2 separate regions of the Mus musculus genome follow, and region 2 is linked to region 1. Evidence: chromatin contacts called from public HiChIP or PLAC-seq data. All regions are on one chromosome and are shown on one strand. The core of a region is the stretch at or near the end of the contact, and the rest is flanking DNA. Distances in the headings are between cores, read along the strand shown. Region 1 overlaps Ptprn2 (protein tyrosine phosphatase, receptor type, N polypeptide 2). Region 2 overlaps Ptprn2 (protein tyrosine phosphatase, receptor type, N polypeptide 2).

Region 1 (5,107 bases), core at 1,529-4,028:
GGTCATGTTGCAGGATAGTGTGCTGCCTATCACTAAGTCTTATGGTGAAATGGCACCTTTAGGCATATGTAGACTCTGCAGAGCTGTCTACAGTAGTGTCACTTACATGTGACATCTAGTTTCTTCACTCTGAGGGCAGGGAGAGGCTATCTTTCCTTTTCAAGATATTAGGGATAAAATCAGGCCTTGAACATACTATGCCAGCACCTGCCACTAAGACCAAGGTCTTCTGTGGCTACCCATCTTTCTTAGTCAGGGTTTCTATTCCTGCACAAACATCATGACCAAGAAGCAAGTTGGGGAGGAAAGGGTTTATTCAGCTTACAATTCCATACTGCTGTTTATCACCAAGGAAGTCAGGACAGGAACTCAAACAGGTCAGGAAGCAGGAGCTGATGCAGAGGCATGGAGGGATGTTCTTTACTGGCTTGCTTCACCTGGCTTGCTCAGCCTGCTTTCTTATAGAACCAAGACTACCAGCCCAGAGATGGTCCCACCCACAAGGGGCCTTTCCCCCTTGATCACTAATTGAGAAAATGCCTTACAGTTGGATCTCATGGAGGCATTTCCTCAACTGAAGCTCCTTTCTCTGTGATAACTCCAGCTGTGTCAAGTTGACACAAAACTAGCCAGTACACCATCTATCCCTGTTCTCCTGAGTCTGCAATGACTCTGCTCCTGGCATGCACATTTACCAAGAACACTCTTGGCTTTCATTTCTGTTCTTTAGACAGCCAGGCTAGGCAATTTGTCCCTTAGACATCTAGCTTAGATGCTGGCACAAAAGAGATACAGAGACATTGATTAGCAGATGTGAGACGAATCCTGCCCTGAAAAAGTCACAGCTTCTCTGGCCTGGGCTTCAGAGGAAGTCTGACTATTATCCCATATGGAGAAACTCAAACTGAGACCTCCCAGAGGACAGGGTATGATCCATACATGCAAGGGTCTCTCCTGGTACTGGTAGGAACAAACTCTCCATATGCTTCAGAGCAGACTCTAGCAGAGCTACATGGTAAGATGCCTGAGTGACAGCTGGATCTTCCACTCAGAAAGGCTGTATTAGAGAGAGAATTAACAGCCCTCCTCCATCTCCTGTTCCCTGCACTAGAGGGAGTCTCTGAATCCATTTCTCCTTTACCACATGTTCACATCCCCCATGAGCAGAGCACTATTGAAGAAGACAGTAAAACCATATCATGGCTCCCAACTCTGTGCAACGTGGCTCTTCGGCAGGTCAAGATCTCTTGTTCCTCCAGGGCCCCTGTGTCGTTTCTCAATCTTCCCAGCATGGATGAGGTATAGGCTTTCAGGACAGTGTCCTCATTGGTCAGACTCCATAAGTAACAACCAGGGATACCAGGGACTATGAGCACAGATAACACTACAGCTCATTTTCTCCCTGGGCAGCAAACATATGGAAGATGGGAAGTACTGCTAAGCATTTGAAGAAGCTCAAAGTTATAGAGTTTTTGTGACATAGCTGTATGAACATACACGGCTTCAACCCTTTCTCCTTGTAGAGAATGGCGAGGAGGTTCCAATACTGAATGCTGTGAAGTGTGGTGTTAAAAACTTCCAAAACAAAGACATAAAGAACAAGATCTATTCAAGACAACAAATGACCTCAAGCTGCACGACTTGTGTCTGGACCCTGCCGAGGGACAGCAAGGAATGAAGAATGGGCAGGCATACATATAGAAGAGCTGGGGTGGAGTGGGGTATGAACACCACTATGTAACTCAGAACCTCTACATACATGTAGAGTTAACTTATCTCCATCGGAAGTCTCTGCCCGTCAGCACTCTTAGGCTGTAAGATCCAGGAAGAGCAAGCTGCTGCTGTAAGTTTTTGTGTACACTGATCAGCAGTCTGGTCTCACATTCACACTTGGGCACGTGGCCTCTGCCCATGTCTTTCCACTTATGCCAAGAACAGAAGGAACAGCATGGAGGCCATTCATTTTCTATATTTAGTATGTTTCTCACCTGATATATCTTAAAAATCTTTATTAATTATTATTTATAATAATTTTTTAGTGAACCAGGAAGAACCCAAGAACCAACGTATGCTGTACGTAAGTTTGTTCTTGTTCTTTTTTCCCAGAAGGGCCATGTGGCAAAGCTGTGGGCTGGTGACCTGAAGGGGCTTTACATGTTTGATTGCTGGTAATAAAGACTTATTCTATTAAAAGCCGTGGTCCTGAAGCATGGCTACCTGGCATAAACCGTGTTCTAATCTTGGTCCCTCCTAGCATCTGTTTATTATATTTGTTTCAGACACGTTGCTCCTCAAGTTGCATTCACCTGTCTGTGTTCACATTTGTAGAGTTGAACTGTGCCAGTCCTACCTAATGGGCTCTGTTTCTCTTAATGCAGTAACTGTCCTGGCTGTAGCAGCCTTCCAGCCTGCTTGTGATCCCAAGCTGTGGGGTAGGAGTAGAAGTCAGCATAGTACCAGCACCCTCCAAAACACCCAAACTGTGAGTCCTCAGTAGTCCATACTAATGAGTGGTTTCAGAGGAAGGTACAGACCCACAGGGCAAGTCTGGCTCTTTCCTTACCCCATCCTCAGGTAGCCAGAGGGGCATCTGGAGCCCCTTTGTCCCCAAGACCTTCTGCCCCACCCTTGTTAGTAAATGAAAAGCAACTATCTTGTGAATAACAATATTAAAACCACCCTTAATTAGTTCCTGGGGTGGGAGGGCAGTGCACAGCTCGGCTCTAGAGTAGTGATTTATTCATGAGGGACAAGATACAACTCAAATTAGCATGATGATGTCAGCAAGCAAGGCTTCAGAGCCCTCTATACATCAAGGCAGCTCTCAGAGCTGCCTGAGATCAGGATTTCCTGGCCAGGGAGAAAAGCCAGCAAACACAGGGAATGGGTTTAAATCCAGAGAAGCTGTTTGCTTTTGTTTGGCTTCCTCTCCACCCACAAATACCTCAATTCACAGTATCCTTTGTGTCTGACCTTGGTTTAAGTGCTGGAGTGTGAAATCCTTGCAATCATCAACTTAAGCCCCTTCCCCCACTCCTCCGCCAGATCATGCTTTGTCCCAGCTACACAGTCCCCCCTAGTTACAGCCATCTTCATCAGAGGATCAGCAGGCAGCCACACTCAGACCTTGAGGAAACACAGAAAAGACTACCATAGTCCCTACTGCTGGCAGTCACCCACGAAGACAGGAGATTTGGGAGGGTGCTCCCCCCTTGGTGCTGGAGGAATAGCCCTTCTAGAGGGAGACACTGCCTTTGCATCAAGGGCTTGAGCTTGCTTGAATTTCATATGCTGAATCTAATCCTAACTCAGGCCCTGTAATGATGAGCAGACTGGAAACAGCTGCTGCAAAAGAGACAGCAGGAACAAGTTTGAAAAATCCGAGATTTGTTTTTAACACACACGCATAAACACACATGCACACACACACACACACACTCCTTTCCCACAGAGTTTGTTTTTATGGTCAATTTATTACATTTTAAAAATTTTATTTAAAATAATCACTTTGAGGGAAAGGATACTTCACTTAGAAAGTTTTGGATTAATAATTTGACATTGCAACTTTTTGGCCTAATCTTGGGAGCATTATTAATCTCAGCATGAATGTTGTCCTCTTTAAAATCATGGGTGCTAGCCGGGCATGGTGGTGCACCCCTTTAATCCCAGTACTTGGGAGGCAGAGGCAGGTGGATTTCTGAGTTTGAGGCCAGCCTGGTCTACAAAGTGAGTTCCAGGACAGCCAGGGCTACAGAGAAACCCTGTCTCAAAAAACCAAAAACAAAACACAAAAAACAAACAAACAAACAAAAAAGACTTAAAATCATGGGTGCTTAATACTTAGTACATCACAATTGTGTTCAGGAGAAATATACAGATTTTAACTCCCTGTCAGCAAGAGTGTGTAACTGAGCAAAGTTTAAATCACAACTATAGAACTATCTTATGGAATAACTTCTGAGTACAGATCGCTTTCCTTGGACTATTGTCTGTGACTTCGATAGCAAGTGCCATTATAAGCTGATTGGTTCTAAGTCTATTGGCTCCAAGAGACAGTTTTGAACATAATTTGGCCTAGACAGCTTCCCTCACCATAGACAGAACTTAGGTCTACAGTCAAGGAGGGGGCAGGAGATCTGCCAGGATTTCCACAAGAGAAACTTTTGTCTAGTTTTACACTAAAGTGCACTAAGGTTTTGAGGGGGAGAGATAAGAGCCAGAGCGTCAGAGGAATGTTGTTTCCTGAGAGGCTGTCTAGACAAGACACGTGGTTTGCTGGCTTGTACCCTTAAGACCCTCAAGACCCCTACCTGAAGGCAGTTTGGAGGTGGTAGACACCAACCCTGAAATTGATGTGCACCATGAAATCCTGGGAACCCTAGGGGATAGATACTCCAGGGGTTCTGCACCATCCCTACCTTACACCACCAGCAGCCAACTCCTCTCCCATTCAGCCTTCCATGGATGCCAACCCACCTTCTCTCAGAAAAGAGGCCTGCCTGGCTACAGTACAGAGAGTCCCTGGGAAGGCCCATCAACAGCAGGGTCGCTGTTATGGCCAGGAAATCAAGGGATGGACGTCCACAGACTGGGCATCAGGGGCTTCCTGTTAGTATACATTAGTATCAAAACATGAAAGCACATTTTTATTCATGAGCTGTATTTGTGAATTTTCAAATGCATGTTATGATTATTTTGAGAAGTTAGGGGATAATTTAGATTCTCGGCTGATATTCTTTTTATTATTTAAATAGTGCATGTGCTTATTAAGCATTAACTACCACCCCGCAGGAGGCGGGAACCCAAAACAGCCTCATTAAGGGAATGATAAAACGCACCCTTGTTAAAGAACCCTTTGCAAGGACTGGTAATTACCACAGATATTTATTAGACAAAAAACGATGGGAGTGGGCTGGATGCGGGATAGGAGTCGAAAACATAGGCAGCTCGAGGCAGAAAGCCCAGAGCCAGCTGGGTAGCTGCAGTGCACACTCCGCAGTGTCCAGTCTCCAGCCTTGTTCCAGCTCGTCCTCCATCTGTTGGGTCTCTCTCTTGCACGTCATCTCTGTGTCCTGCAAGAATCCATTCTGCTTTAGAGAAACCAGAA
Region 2 (5,107 bases), core at 1,815-4,314, 130 kb after region 1:
TCAGACCAGGAAGGACTGGGGTGGGGGTGAAGGTAGCTTGCAGATGTCAACCCAGCAAAGTGTAAAACCAAGACTGAGACCTGGGGAAGCAGTTTAATCCGAGGTCTGGGAGAAAATGTGCAGAGGATGTTCCTCTGTGCTGCAAGGGCTCTTGAGCAGCTGACAGGCTCCTGCCAGGCTCCGGATCTCTAGGACACCTCCTTGGGTCTGGAACCCTAGACTCCTCTGTTCCCTCTCCAGCCCTGGGTGTTAGGTTCACTGAGTGTGGGTTCTGTCCTAAGCCCCTGGGCACATGGAGCTGATCCTGAGATGTGAACACCTCAGGAGACGCAGGGAACATTAAGGCCTGAGAATTGTAAAGCATGGAGCGAGACCACAAGACTTATATCTTCTAACAGGAGAATATTCCAAGCCAGCCAAGACTTGCTAAACTTGGTTTCTTATGAAGGTGGCACCAGCGTTTGTGAAGGACTCCAGTGTTGTGTGCCTGATAGAGACAATTGACTCCAAAGATGCCAAAGGAGCTCAGGGTAGCAGGTGAGGAGTATGAGGACTTGGAGCAAATAAGAGCCTGGGATTGGCCCGGGAGAAAGGAGGAGACCAGAGAAAAGGAGTCTCCTCGGGGCTCAAGGCAGAAGCTTGAGAAAAGCAGAGGGGTGGCTACATGGTGCTCTCAGTGTAGGTCTGGGAGCGACTGTGCCTGTTCACAGTGAGAACCCTGTAGCAGTGATCTTCATTCTGTTCCCTCTCTGTCTCTCTGTCTGTCTCTCTGTCTGTCTCTCTGTCTCTGACTCTCTGTCTCTCTCCCTGTGTGTGTGTGCCTTTCTCTGTCTCTCTCTGTCTGTCTCTGTCTCTCTCTGTGTCTCTGTCTCTACCTCTGTCTTTCTCTCCCTCCTTCCCTCCCTTGCTCCCTCCCTCTTTCTGGCCGGCCCTCCCTCCCTCCCTCCCTCTTTCTGGCCGGCCCTCCCTCCCTCCCTCCCTCCCTCCCTTCCTCCCTTCTTTCTTTTTTTCCTTCATTCCTCACTTATACTCTGATGCCCTAAGTGTCCAGTTTCTGCTTAGGAAAATTACTGGCAATCATAATGGGAGTGTGGTGGGTGGGTCATTTATACAAACACAAAAGAGCAGGCAGTCTTTAAAGATTTTCTTTTGAGACAATGTTACATGGCCCAGGCTCACCTTGAACTCTGCTCCTCCTGTCTCTGCCTCCCAAATGTGTTGGCTTTCATGTATGCACCAGAATGACTGGAACATCGTACTAGACATTGAAACCAGGGCTTTGTGTGTGTTCAGTGCCTCCGTTTACTCTTAGTTTATTGCTGTGTTAAAACAGCATAACCGAAAGTAGCTTAGGGGGAAAAAGGTTTATTTAGCTTACACTTCAACATCACAATTTATTATGAAGGGAAGCCAGGGCAGAAACTCAAGCAGGAACCTGGAGGCAGCAGCTAAAGCAGAAGCCATGGAGGGGCACTGGTTACTGGCTTGCTCCTTTTCCTGCCAGGCTGGCTTTCTTTTCGATCCAGGACCCAGGGATAGCAGCACCACACACAGTAGGCTAGGTCGTCTCACATCAATCATAAATCAAAGAAATGACCTACAGACTTTTTTACGGGCCAACCCGAGGAAGGCATTTTCTCAGCTGAGATTTTCTCTTCCTGGAAGACTCTAGCTTGTGTCTCAAGTTGAACAAAAATAAATAAACAAATAAAGAAAGAAAGAAAGAACCTCCCTCCCCACCAAGACTCTATATAAATAAATATTCTACCAACATAAGTACATTCTGAACCCACAAGATTTGTTTTAGCAAATCTTGTATAACAACCAGCAGAATTAAGTATCTGGATGTAAGGTTGTATGTGTCCATACATACAGGTACTTAATTATTATAATCACACTAGTAAGTAAAGGTGACTGTCTAAAACTCCAGGACACATTGTTTGAAGAATACAATGTGACTTGTGACATAGCATAGCAGATCGGTTAGAAAAGTTTACACAAAACCTGTGTGTAGGGCGACTGTCGCACCAACTATACGGGAACAGAAATCTGCTGAGGATAGCTGGAAGCCTGTTATTCTTGTTTTTGTTTTGTTCTTTTAAATATAGTTAAAGAGTGCCGTCATTTTCCTTTTTTCTCCCCTCAAAGACAGTGAAGCAAAATGACGTTACATAAAGAAGCACCCACAGAATACTCTTGTATAGGCCCTGAAATATACTGAAGCCAGATATATCAGATGTCCAGGAGCAAAGCCAGATAGATAGTCCCCATGAAAAAGCACTAGGCAAGCACACCCAGTGCCCTGCACAGAGACAGAAAGGATTTAAGCAGGAGAAAATAAAATCAAGTTTTGTAAGTAAATCAAGAAAATTAATTGAGATGGAAATAATTTTTACTTTGCAGACCTCTGTGTTATTCAGACCCCACCCAGACCCTTGTGGCTGTCTTCTTCTCTCCCAGATTCAATGGAGAATAAAAATGCTAAGCCTTAAGTGACTCCCTCCCTCCCCAAGTGAAACTGAGGGGCAGAGAAATGGGCCATGCTTCTGGAGACCTGAGATGGGGCTGTCCTGGGGCTTTCTGTTTCCTTACCTTTGCCTTCATGGTCACAGTTCCACACCTCAGGCTGACTCAGCGTATCTGTGCAACAGAGCTGTGCCTTAGTGGGAAGATGCTCTGCCAGCAGTGCTCTAGACTGTGACTCCTGGTTCATCCCCTCCTCTGGACAAGTTGGAGCCCTGCCCACTCACAAGTTTCCCTCCAACAGAGGAGCACACTCTGTCCCTCGGGTGCAGGGGGACCCTCAGTAGTGTTATGGACATGAAACCCCAGGCAGGGACCTGCACATAGGCACCTGACCCCACCCCACACCCCCACACGCCACAGAGAGGCACTCCTTTGCTTTCTGAGGTCTGCATTGGAGGAGAGGGTGGAGAGGGTGGAGAGGGAAGAGGGGGAAGGGGCTGATGAGCCCCGGAGCAGCTGCTTCAGCACACACACACACAGCCTCCATGGCCCTGCCCTTTGGCTTAATTAAGCAACAGCAGAATGGAAGCCTGAATACCTTTTGTGTCCTAGGCCCCTCTTCTCCCAGCCTCAAGCCACTCCTGGGCTCTTCTGCTCTGAGCCTTTGTTCTGACCCCCGCCCTGGAGAGGCCCTGCTTCTCCTCAGTGCCCACCATTCCCATCTGTCAGCCCTGTGTGCTCAGACCCCATTCTGGCCCAGGGGACTAACCTCATCTGAACACCAGGCTGAGTCCTGTGGTTTTCACCCCCTCCCCCATTCACACCCTCCGCGTTTATAGCCGTGCACACGTGCACAGTTGCCACTCTTCCTGTATGACCTGCCCTGCCTCCAGCACCGGGCTGAGGCCCGCCTTGGTTTCCCCCCCAGGGCCGCATCTGCACAGACTGCAGCACCTGGCAGGGGGCCTTTGGGTAATCAATGGAGAGCAGTCAATACACTGAACTAAGATATTGATGTGTAAAGAGCCGCTGTGCAGGGAGGCCATTTCCAACCCCTGCAAACCACTGTGCATGGTTCCCAGAGACTGGAAGAGTATGTGAGAAGTATGCTACAGATGTTGCTAGTGAAGATGTCAGTGGTGATTGCCCATTGCCTTTTACTAAATAGAATGCTAGGAAGGTTCCAGCCTCTCCAAGGCAGGCCCATGCTGCCCCCTAAGACAAATGATTGATTTCCCACTGACTCGGCTATTTCAAACTGTCTGATTTGAAACTGAGTCATGAATGTCCGAGGAAGGCTGGTTTCCTTTGCTGAGATCCTGGGGACCTTGGTGGCCTTGGGATTCACTACTTCCCCACCCACACCCCAAGCACTTGAAAGTTCCTGTGTGGGGAGGCAGGGGAGGCTCAGACCTTGGAGGCAGGGGTTTTATTTTCCTGTCCTATAGCTGCAGCTGGGAATTGCTTCCATGTTGCCCACCCTCCTGAAACACCCAGAAGAGTCTGGGTGTGGCACATTCAGTGTCCCTGCTCTGTATCTGAAGATCCCACTTTCCAGTAAAGCATTGCAACTTCTTATAGAAACCTGTCTTGGCCGCGGATTATGTAAGAGCGAGCATTCTCGTTGAATTGCTACCTCGTGTTTTCATTCTTACACCGATCCCCTGATTTCAATGCCCTGTTCCTCGGAAACACCAGAGATGAAACCTTGAAAGAGAAGGACTGTTTCAGTGAGAGCCACACTGTTGGTTGAGCTCTGGGACATGTCAGTCAGTAACTTTTGGCAGCTGCTGAGCCTGAGGAGTGATTAAATTTCAGGTCCTCACCTCCAGGCATTGAGCTGCCTGCAAGTCAGAAAAGATGCCTTCGTCTTTGGTACTTTGAAGTGGGGCAGGAGATGGCATTCCCAGCTCTCTTCTTCCAGGGTCACTGAGAACCGAGTGATCTCTCACGTATCACTCAGGAAGCTTGGGCTGCTGCTGGCTGCTGCTGGCTGCTGCTGGCTGCTGCTGGCAGGATTTGACTTCCATTCTAAGAGGTGGCTCTTTCAAGGACTCACACTACTCTCTGGTGTAGTGTGTCCAGGACTCTTAAAGTACTCTACCTACCTGGGTGCTACAAACAAGTACCGTTTGAAGCCCCCGTTGTGGGCCCTCCACCCTGGGAACAGAAGACAGTGTTGCAGTAAGTCTCCAACCCCAATAAGCCTGTGCAAAAAGCACACAACTCAGTTACAATATTTACAAGCTGCATGCCTAGGCTGGGCAGACTTATCACTACACTGCTCTATTCCCCAGCTATGAGATCCCTTCGTACTCGAGGCTTCTCCAGGCCATGTGGTTCTGCTTCATCTTCCTTCCACCTCCTCTTCCTCTGTCTTCCTCCATCTCCTTCCTCTCTGACTCTCTAAAACCTCCAGCCTCACCTTTTCCTTCCACTGCCCAATCACAGGCTCTGGCCTTTATTTGACCACCTAGAATGGGGAGAAGGTTCACATGATCTCCCCTTCCTCGGGGGTCGGGGGGGGGGGGGGAGATCTTCCCTCTCAAAAAAGAATTAACATCAGAATACAAACAGCACCGGGCAACCCACAGCAAGACAGGAATGACCCTACCTTTGCTTTGGGAGGCGGGATGGACTG

What was found. HiChIP or PLAC-seq counts read pairs in DNA pulled down with a chosen protein or histone mark.
Region 2: a contact with region 1 is called in an H3K27ac HiChIP or PLAC-seq map of embryonic brain, with 8 times the contacts expected there. The contact joins two enhancer-like sites. A contact is called at or near these places in 7 of 484 Hi-C or Micro-C datasets (the AtT-20 cell line, embryonic stem cells, nephron progenitors and 1 more), 10 of 115 datasets of contacts at active chromatin or transcription factors (astrocytes, craniofacial prominence, embryonic basal ganglia and 6 more) and 1 of 9 other capture datasets (embryonic stem cells).

Annotation. Positions count from the first base shown.
Region 1 is chr12:117,045,048-117,050,154 of GRCm38.p6, forward strand. All of the region lies in intron 12 of Ptprn2 (protein tyrosine phosphatase, receptor type, N polypeptide 2), which reads left to right. Among named protein-coding and RNA genes, the nearest start is that of Gm10421, 100 kb to the right of the region's middle. Within about 2 kb of position 2,779, at least 51 of the 459 cell types and tissues checked have an H3K27ac peak or open chromatin away from gene starts, as enhancers often do. A contact at or near this core is called in embryonic forebrain, where this site is marked.
Region 2 is chr12:117,170,022-117,175,128 of GRCm38.p6, forward strand. All of the region lies in intron 13 of Ptprn2 (protein tyrosine phosphatase, receptor type, N polypeptide 2), which reads left to right. Among named protein-coding and RNA genes, the nearest start is that of Gm10421, 21 kb to the left of the region's middle. Within about 2 kb of position 3,065, at least 48 of the 459 cell types and tissues checked have an H3K27ac peak or open chromatin away from gene starts, as enhancers often do. A contact at or near this core is called in embryonic forebrain, where this site is marked.